Regions from separate parts of the Pan troglodytes genome. Here regions 2 and 3 are each linked to region 1. The links are chromatin contacts, called in public Hi-C and HiChIP or PLAC-seq maps. All regions are on one chromosome and are shown on one strand. Each heading gives the region's core, a stretch centred on a gene start, on an enhancer-like site or on the middle of the called end of the contact. The rest is flanking DNA. Distances are from core to core; before and after follow the strand shown.

The links. Hi-C and Micro-C count contacts between places; a contact is called where the count stands out from the background. HiChIP or PLAC-seq counts read pairs in DNA pulled down with a chosen protein or histone mark.
Region 2: a contact with region 1 is called in an H3K4me3 HiChIP or PLAC-seq map of stem cell-derived excitatory neurons, with 20 times the contacts expected there. The contact joins the promoter of LOC134809509 here to the promoter of XXYLT1 in region 1. A contact is called at or near these places in 5 of 7 Hi-C or Micro-C datasets (blood, induced pluripotent stem cells, a lymphoblastoid cell line and 1 more), 1 of 1 datasets of contacts at active chromatin or transcription factors (stem cell-derived excitatory neurons) and 1 of 1 other capture datasets (stem cell-derived neural stem cells).
Region 3: a contact with region 1 is called in a Hi-C map of stem cell-derived neural progenitor cells, with 4 times the contacts expected there. The contact joins the promoter of ATP13A3 here to the promoter of XXYLT1 in region 1. A contact is called at or near these places in 1 of 7 Hi-C or Micro-C datasets (stem cell-derived neural progenitor cells) and 1 of 1 datasets of contacts at active chromatin or transcription factors (stem cell-derived excitatory neurons).

Annotation. Positions count from the first base shown.
Region 1 is chr2:198,456,673-198,459,609 of NHGRI_mPanTro3-v2.0_pri, forward strand. It overlaps XXYLT1 (xyloside xylosyltransferase 1), which reads right to left and starts at 1,573. Exons shown (of 4, transcript XM_516961.7): 1 at 945-1,573. The coding sequence starts at 1,448.
Region 2 is chr2:197,867,866-197,870,906 of NHGRI_mPanTro3-v2.0_pri, forward strand. LOC134809509 reads right to left here and starts at 1,297. Exons shown (of 3, transcript XM_063806429.1): 1 at 703-1,297; 2 at 181-261. The coding sequence starts at 1,234. It overlaps FAM43A (family with sequence similarity 43 member A), which reads left to right and starts at 1,359. Exons shown (of 1, transcript XM_516959.8): 1 at 1,359-3,041. The coding sequence starts at 1,676. The coding sequence ends at 2,950.
Region 3 is chr2:197,670,159-197,673,098 of NHGRI_mPanTro3-v2.0_pri, forward strand. ATP13A3 (ATPase 13A3) reads right to left here and starts at 1,659. Exons shown (of 32, transcript XR_010155900.1): 1 at 1,521-1,659; 2 at 748-789.

The DNA of each region.
Region 1 (2,937 bases), core at 323-2,822:
CCGAAGCCTGTAGGATCCTGGCAGCAGCTCCCCTAGTCACTCACATAACACAACTCCTGCCTCAGCATGCTTCCCCAACCAACATCAGTCTCCACCCTTTAATATTACCTACTACTCCTTAAAATCTGGCCTCGGATCCCCTCTGTACAACTATTAGGTCAAAATCAAACAAGCAATTTGACCTAGGCAATTCACACTATGTCAGGAACACATCTCAGACAAGGAGAGCCAGGCAGTGAAGAGAGATGATAAACAGAGATGGAAGCTGTCATGGAGGCAGATTGGTCCAGCCTGGGACAAGGCGACCAGCTGTGCTCTCCCCAGATCATATCTGTTCCTCTTGAGCTTTCTCTTCCTCATTCGGAGGAACTCCAGGCTTCTCTAAATGGGTTCATGACCCTTGGAGGAAGGGGGAAAAGGGACACAGAGAGGAGATAAGATGGTTCACAATGAGTTTGACCAGATCCTACTGAAATACCTTAAGAGCAATGAGAAGTGTCACTGCAACTTCAACACTTCCAGAGGCCTCACCAAGGCCCTCTCCAGTTGCTCAGGATGACTACTGGTGACCAGTCCCATCCTCATCAGTCAAAAACTGAGGAACATAAACAGAGGTGCAGACTCTGAAGGCAGTGCTGAACCCTGCAACGTTAGCAAAATGGGGGCGCGCGGAATCTCCTGGGGGCTGCACTTAACTGGGGGAGAGGAAAACGAGGCGGTCATTAAAAACGCAGCTCCACTCCTCAGCACCAGCTGAGGGCGTCTGGCTCCCGGACACGCCCCCGAACGAGACCTCCCGCAAGTTGTGAACACTACACTGCAAGCGGGCAGCTCAGGGAAGATCCTACCCGCTAGTTCCCCGGATCCCCTCCGGGAGCGCGCACTGACCTCGCCTAGGATGGGGTGGGCCACCCACCGGGAGTCCCCAGCCGCGGCCCGCTCACCTTGCACTTGAAGCCAGCGGCGGGCGGCAGGAGCTCCCGCAGCAGGCCCTTGGCCACCTCGCGGCTGGCCTCCTCGCTCACGAAGTGAAGGTTAAGCACCTCGTGCGCCTCGAACTTGGCGAGACGCAGCAGTGAGCGCAGCGCGACGCGGGCCTTGGCCTGCAGCGCGGCATTGTGCTCCGCCTTGGTGAACATCATCAGCAGGTGGTAGTCCACCGGCCCGGCACCGCCGCCCTCCAAGCTCTTGGCCTTCGCGCCGGGGGCTGGCGCCACGGAGCCCCGCGCTAGCTCCAGCGCGGGCGGCGAGGGCGCGGCGGGAGCCCCGGCGCGGGCCTCCTTCAGCCTCTTGGTGGCGCTGGAGAAGGTCTCCCGGCCTGAGCCGAGGTAGTAGAAGGCGCAGACGGCCAGCGCCGCGGCCAGCAGCAGGGCGCAGTAGTGGGAGCGTATAGCGCCCAGGCGCGCCATGGCCCGAGCGCATGGGAGCCCGCCTCGGAGGAGGCCCATGCGCTACGAGGCCGCGGCGCCAGCGGTGCCAGCAACGCGGGAGAGCCCTCGGGTACCCGGACGCCGGCGGCCACTTAGCCCCGGCGCCAGGCGGCGGCCATGGCAGGGGCGGGGCCGCGCCGCCTGGAGCCAATCGCGGGTGCCGGTGCGCGGAGGGGCGGGGCCGGGCGTGCCGAAACCGCTGGGTCCTAGGTTCCAAGGGTATTAGAGGAGGGGTTAGGGTGGGATCCGGCGCCCGGCGTTGGGAGGGGCGGATTCCGGACTCCAGCGTGCTGAGGGCTGGCCCGCTGTCCCGGCTGAGAAATGGCGCCCTACGCGGCGAGCCCCAGAGGATATCCAAGCTGAGTCTTGAAGGGAATGGAGGCGCCCGAACAGAGGAACTTAGGTTAGCCAAAAGCGAAGCTGGAGGCACCAAGAGGTAAAACTTTAGTCTCTGCACCTTTTTTCCCTCAATTTCTTGGAGGCTTTAAGCCGTCTCGGCCTCTCCCTGCACACGAGCTGCAGCTAGGCAATTTAAACCGGCAGCTCCTCCCTTTTCCCCCGCCCTGGGAGGAAATGGCCCGGGCCGCACGTCGCGCCGGAGGCCGAGCGGAGGGAGGCTGGAGGATGTGGCCAGCAGGGGGCCCCCGCCGCCCGCACGAACCTGCGAGGCTGCTCCCCGAGCCCCAGCACCGCAAAGCCCTGGAGGGCGACATTCATCCACTTTTGTTTTATAAACAGACTTTTAACACTTTATCAAGAGCCTCCTTGAGAGTACCAGGGAGTTTTGCACGCCGAGGTCACGTGCCCAAAGTCACACAGCTAGCCAGTAGCAGTTTTGACCCTAGGCAGTTGCACACTGCTAACTAGATAAAAACGTACTAACTTCAGTCTTCTAAGAATTGAGGCTATACCAGTAGTTTTTAAGTAAACACGTGCAAGTGCTGTGCATGCTGTCTAAATAGACAAAGAACTTGAGTAACTACAGTAACCCTTCAGTTCTTTGGCCAAGTTCTCTGATTTCTGACCAGAGATTAGGTAAACGGTTTTTCCTGTTGAGTCATTTCCACATTGTAAGGTTGCATGGATTATCCAACCTCTCTGCTTCAGACCTTGGCTTACATGTCACTACCTACACAAATGATCTCTAAATACCTCCTATCCAGTGTCTGGGCTAAGTGCCATCCTCAGTAATTCTGTGAGGGCCACCTAAATATATGTACTACCCTAGTCTCATCTTTCTTCATTGCAAGAACACGTGACTCCAAGAGAACAATATACATTTGTTTTTTATTAACCACAGTATACCCAGTACCTAACACGGTGCCTACCACATTGGATGAGTCTCAAAAATATACTCAACCATTGAAACAGCATTTTTATTTCTAGAAAATCTTACTAATAATTTAAGAATGTTCAAAATATTTAACCATAAGAAAAAAGCAAGGCCAAGCATGGTGGCTTAGGCCGGGAATGGTGGCTCACGCCTGTAATCCTAGCACTTTGGGAG
Region 2 (3,041 bases), core at 47-2,546, 590 kb before region 1:
CTACACACGAGCATTAGAAATTGTGTGTATCTCAGAAAACTGCTCTACCCTGAGGCCTGACAGCAGGAGGGGGTCTTGCTGGGGTTCGGACGGGGAAGCGCCTTATTCATTGACGGTATTCTACAGTAGTCACCCCAATCATGTTACCACTCACCTCACTTTACACTGTCTGCTGCTTACCTGTGAATACGAGCTCAAGATAGTGAGAGATAAGCCTTGGTGTTTTCTGTGCATCTCTCTTTTCTTTAATGGAATACAATTCTGAAAATAATATTAAACAGCACCCAGTCATTCTCAGAAAGCCGTCACACAAGGAAGAAACCACTATTTTCCCAAACTTTTTGTACAGGAAATTATAATCTGTAATCTCATCTTCTGCCACCTACCTCAGAAGTTTCGATCTAGACATACATGTATTCAGTGAGTGGCAATTCAGCCTGGGGGGTGGAGTGTCAGGATTCAAGTCTTTTTGCTGCGGGGTAACCCCAGGTCCCAGTGATTTCCATAGACAAAAGAGATGCTGGTAAATTTGGGATGTAATTGGCGGATTGGACCGGTCTCCCCGCTCCCTCGACCAATGGCTGTCACGCGGTCCCTTTAAGAAACCAGGAATCCGCCCGGAGTCGGAGCCCAAAACAGATCCTCTTCTCTGCTTCTCCCCTGTCCCCGCGCGGCGAATGGTTCGCGCCGGCCTATATTTACCCGAGATCTTCTTCCCGGACGGCAAGGATGTGAGGCAGGCGAGCCGGACGCCGCTCGCAGCACCGGAGAGGGCGCGCTGCAAAGGCGGGCAGCAGACCGTGGAGAGCCCGGGAGCGGAGCTGGACACCGCCTCGGAGGGAAGAAATGAGGTAGCGGCGGTTCCCGGACCCGGCCATGCCCGTCCCCTGTCCTCGGAGCCCAGCGCTGTCTCGGCCAGGCCAGCCCGGACACTGAGCGGGCCGAGCGCGAGTCCCCGGCGTCCGGCGGAGCGAAGATGCAGTGAGTCCCCGCGGGACTGCTGCGCGGGGCCCGCCGCGGCCAGCCGGACCCAGCATCCGACCGCACTTTGGGCGAGCTGCTGACTCTTGAGACCAGCCCAGCCGAGGGGCTTTCCGTCTCCAGCACCCCTCGGAGGTGGGGAGCACCGGCCCCTGGGCACACTCGCTGTGGAGTTTCCGCGGGTTTTGGCCCCAGTCCTGAGGGTTGTGTGTGTTAGGGGACCCACCTCACGTTCGCCGAGGAGTTCCTGCATATTCTCGCACCATCCCGGGTGCTGTTGCTGGGGCTCTCTTTATTTATTTGCACGCGCGCTTCTAGCTTTTTTCCTGACATTTTCCACTCCACGCTCGTTCTCTCTCCCTTGCATTTTGTTGCTTGCCTGAGACTCTTTGCTCTCGCCCTTGCCCAGGCTGGGGTAATTCTGTGTGCGCGCGTGTCTCCCCCGCACCAACCTTTTTTGCACACTCGAAGCTGAATATTTTCTTTTTTAGAAAATTTACCCCCACCCCCTGCGGGGTTCCTAAGCACTCTCTCTGCTCCCCTCCCCCCAACTCCCTACCACTGGGCCGCTGCCAGTAGTTTTATTTTTCGATCTTGCCCGGGCCGAGCCCGGCAGGGGCCGGTGGCTCAGCGGGCCTCGCACCCGGCGCTCCGCCGCCGCCGCCGCCCAGCTGCGCCGGGGCGCCCTCCGGAGATGCTGCCGTGGAAGAAGCACAAGTTCGAGCTGCTGGCCGAGGCGCCGCCGCGGCAGGCGTCCAAGCCCAAGGGCTACGCTGTGAGCCTGCACTACTCGGCGCTGAGCTCGCTGGCGCGGGCGTGCCCCGAAGGCGCGCTTAGCCGGGTGGGCAGCATGTTCCGCTCCAAGCGCAAGAAGCTGCACATCACTAGCGAGGACCCAACTTACACCGTGCTCTACCTGGGCAATGCCACCACCATCCAGGCGCGCGGCGACGGCTGCACCGACCTTGCTGTGGGCAAGATCTGGAGCAAGAGCGAGGCGGGCCGTCAGGGCACCAAGATGAAGCTGACGGTGAGTGCGCAGGGTATCCGCATGGTGCACGCCGAGGAGCGCGCGCTGCGCCGCCCGGGCCACCTCTACCTGCTGCACCGCGTCACCTACTGCGTGGCCGACGCGCGGCTGCCCAAGGTCTTCGCCTGGGTGTACCGGCACGAGCTGAAGCACAAGGCCGTGATGCTGCGCTGCCACGCCGTGCTGGTGTCCAAGCCCGAAAAGGCGCAGGCCATGGCCCTGCTGCTCTACCAGACGTCGGCCAACGCGCTGGCGGAATTTAAACGCCTCAAGCGGCGGGACGACGCGCGTCACCAGCAGCAGGAGCTGGTGGGCGCACACACCATCCCGCTAGTGCCGCTGCGCAAGCTGCTCCTACACGGACCCTGCTGCTATAAACCGCCGGTGGAGCGCAGCCGCAGCGCGCCCAAGCTCGGCTCCATCACCGAGGACCTGCTCGGCGAACAGCAGGAGCAGGAGCTGCAGGAGGAAGAGGAAGAGGAGCAACCCGAGGGCTGCCCGGAGGAGGAGGAGAACCGTGCGGCAGAGGGAGATCCAGCAGAGGAGGAGGCCGCCGAGGCGCAGCGTGCGCTAGTGGTCGCCATGCACTTTGAGTGCGGGGACTTGTTGGATACTCTGGAGAATGGCCGTGGGGAGGCGCTAGGAGGCGGCGGGGGCTCCCTGGGCCCGGGGGCCGGGCCTCCGCCTCTGCTGCTGGGCAGCGCCTCCGACATGAAGGCTGAGCTGTCGCAACTTATTAGCGACCTGGGCGAGCTCAGCTTCGGCAACGACGTGCGCACCCTGCAGGCCGACTTGCGGGTGACGCGCCTGCTGTCGGGCGACAGCACGGGCAGCGAGAGCTCCATCGAGGGCGGGGGCCCTGACGCCACCTCCGCCACCGCCGGGGACTCGTCCGGCCAGGCCGACGGCGCCAGTGCAGACGAGCCCCACTCGGGCTGAGCTCCTCCGCGCGTCGCCGGCGCTCCACCGTGGCTACCCATCCGTGGTCCCGACAACCTCCCTGTCCCTTGCCCGCCCCCAGGAAGGGGGA
Region 3 (2,940 bases), core at 409-2,908, 790 kb before region 1:
TGCCATCTCAAAAAAAAAAAAAAAAAATTTAAAGCAACCAAATAGTGTCACTTTTCCTACCCAATCCCTTGACCAAAGCCAGGCATTGTTGTTCTAACAAGGCTCAAAATCTCAATTATTTCACTCTCTGCCTGATCTAATGGTAGGATAATGCAAATCAAAGATACTAGCAAAAGTTATGTTCTACAACAATCATTAATAATAGGTTTACTACTTCGAACAACTTCCAAGCACTGATTTGCCTTAAAGGGGTTGCAAACCAGGATGAGATGCCCACACACATTGATTTTTGGCAACTGTAGTCTATTAAGCAAAGCAACAAACCTCTAGAGAAAATAATGCCACATATATTCCAGTGAAACAAAATTAATACATGTGCCTTGGTAAAGAGGCTGAGCTCTAACCAAAGATAGAGCACTGTTCATTATGTACTCACCCTTCAAAGGAATCAAATCGAAACACTTTCATTTTAACAACGAAACTTTTTAAAGGCTTTATTTTGCAATAATCTTTCAAGTCCCTGCATTTCTTAGATTCTTTAAATTCTAACTTCCTGCCTCACAGATCTAAAGTAGCCATGACATACCCAGGTATGTTCTACTCATTTAGTTAGAATCGTATAGAGGAACACAAGTCTGTTTCTAGGTGTACGACTCCATACCCATTCATTTTGCACTAATATAACCACTAAATATAGCTCTAAGACACTGATGATTAAAAGCGGCTAATTATGTGAGTGATTCATACCTCCTATGTCCAAACACCAAGATTCAGGGATGTCTGTCAGATCTATGGGAAGAGGAAACAATAAACACCTGTCACAAAGCTTTTTCCACACCGGGAAGCCCCCAGCTGAGTTCCTGCCGATCCCAACCCGACTCCCTCCCCCTTCACCCCTACCCCTCACCCCCCCAAAAAAGCCAGAGGTCATACTTCCACCAGAACCTGACTGTGTGAAGGGAATGGAGAGACAGAAAGGCCATAGCGAGAGTGGCCACGAGAGCACTGCGAGGGGAAAGGGCCCTGGGTTTTTCTAGTCCTCACTGCCACAGAGTCCGAGTGGGAGGCCTCAGGCAAGTCAGAAGTCACTTTTCCTCCACGGGACTCACTCCTTTTATCTGTGAAATGCGGAGATGGCAAGCAGCTCCATACTCCACGGCTGAGGACGAGCCAGGGTTCCGCACAGACCCATCGAGGGCCCTGCCAGCACCCCTACCGCCTCTGCCCACGGGACCTCCACCTCCCACAGGACTTTCCGAAAGGTCTGACCACCAACCACCAGGCGCCCGGCCCCCACGCTCGCCCCCGGCAGGCGGCGCGTCCCCCCCAGGCCTTCGCACCCACCGCGTGGGCTCCTGCCCTGGCCTCACCTGTCCCCGACACTCCCCGTCCCCGCGATGCCCAACTCCGGCCCGAGAAGGCTGGCCGCGACCTCGCCCGGTACCCGCCGCCCCGACACCACCATTCGCCTCCTCGACCTCCGCCGGCGCCGCCGCCCACCCGCCCCTCGCCCCGCTCACCGGGGCCGCTCACTGGCCGCCGCCGCGCCGCCTCCTCCGCGGCCTCCCTCGCGGCCGGACCAGCCCCAGGGGCCGCGGGGGACCCGGCCGCCGCTGTCGCCGCCGCCGCCTCGCCTCAGCCCAGCCCCATCGCCCTCGGCCGGCGCCGCGCGCTGCGGCTCAGGGTGAGGGAAGGAGGCGCCGCGGCGGGGCCGGGCCGGCCCTGGGACGTCCGCGCTCTCCTCCTCCTCCGCGCCCGCGGCGGCGGCGTGCAGCCGGCAGGGCGAGAACAAGGGAGGGCGGCGGGAGGTGGGCAGGGGAGGGGGGCGGTCTGCACTCCGAAACGGCCCCCCCGCCGCCAGCGACGTAGAGAACCCCCCTCCCCTCCGCGGCGGCGCCCGATCACGCTGCGGGTAAAGCCGGCAGGCAGGCGGGGGAGCGCGCGCGGGCTCAGGACTCCCGCGCCGGATGTGAGGTCACGTGGCGGCTTCATTCCCCGCGCGGAGGGCGGAGGGGCGCGGGCGACGTCAGGAGGCGGGGAAGGGGCGGGGCGGGGCGATTTATAGGCCCCGCCCACCCATCGGCTTTGCCACCCTCGAACGGGCAAAAGAAAGAAAGAGGCAGGTAAGGGGAGGCGAGGCCGTCCAAAAACGCTGGGTGTCAGGCCGGGGTGGCTAATGGAGGGCGGCTTTTCTGGTGGGATGAAATGGGACGGCAAATCCCGCTTCATCCCCTTTGGGCTATGACAACATCATAGTCCAATCTCCCATTTTATGAACAGGGAAACTGAGGCTCAGTGACTAGACAGACGTTGCCCAAAGTCATGGTCATGGAGGAAGCTTGTGCTAGAATGGTGGAGAGGAAACCAGAGCCCAGCTCCTAATGCAAGGCTCTTTCATTCCTTTAGCCACCCTCGCCCCCGCCAAAACAAACAGACAAAAAACTGTCATTCTCATATGACCACGGACTCTGCGCCCCGGCCGCAGGCGGAGGACAGGGAGGAGCGCACACGAGAAAGCTCCCACGCGCCCGCGCCTCGCCTCCGACGGGAAGGCGCCTCTTCCGACCGTCCTGGATGCAAATTAAATACTTCCCTCCGCAGAAGACTTATCTCGGGGTAGGGCCGCAGCCGGATTTCCAAATCGCGGGTTTGATTTTCGCTGCGTCCTCTCCGCGACGCGCGCAGGGAGCGCGCCCGGCCACCTGCAGCCTCTGGCTGCGGCCATCTTTCCGCCTGGGGCCACCTGGCCTGCGCCCTTTGTGCCCGGCCTGCTCCGTGACTGTTCTTCTTGCCGCTACTTACAGAACTCAGCCGCCTTAGCGTCTTAGAGAAGAGGACGGCATGCACGCGGACCCCGTCCACCACACCTGGAGAGCAGGGAGCCCTTAGTCCCTGGACACTTACCAGGGCCACCACCCCTGGTCCACGCACGTGATGACA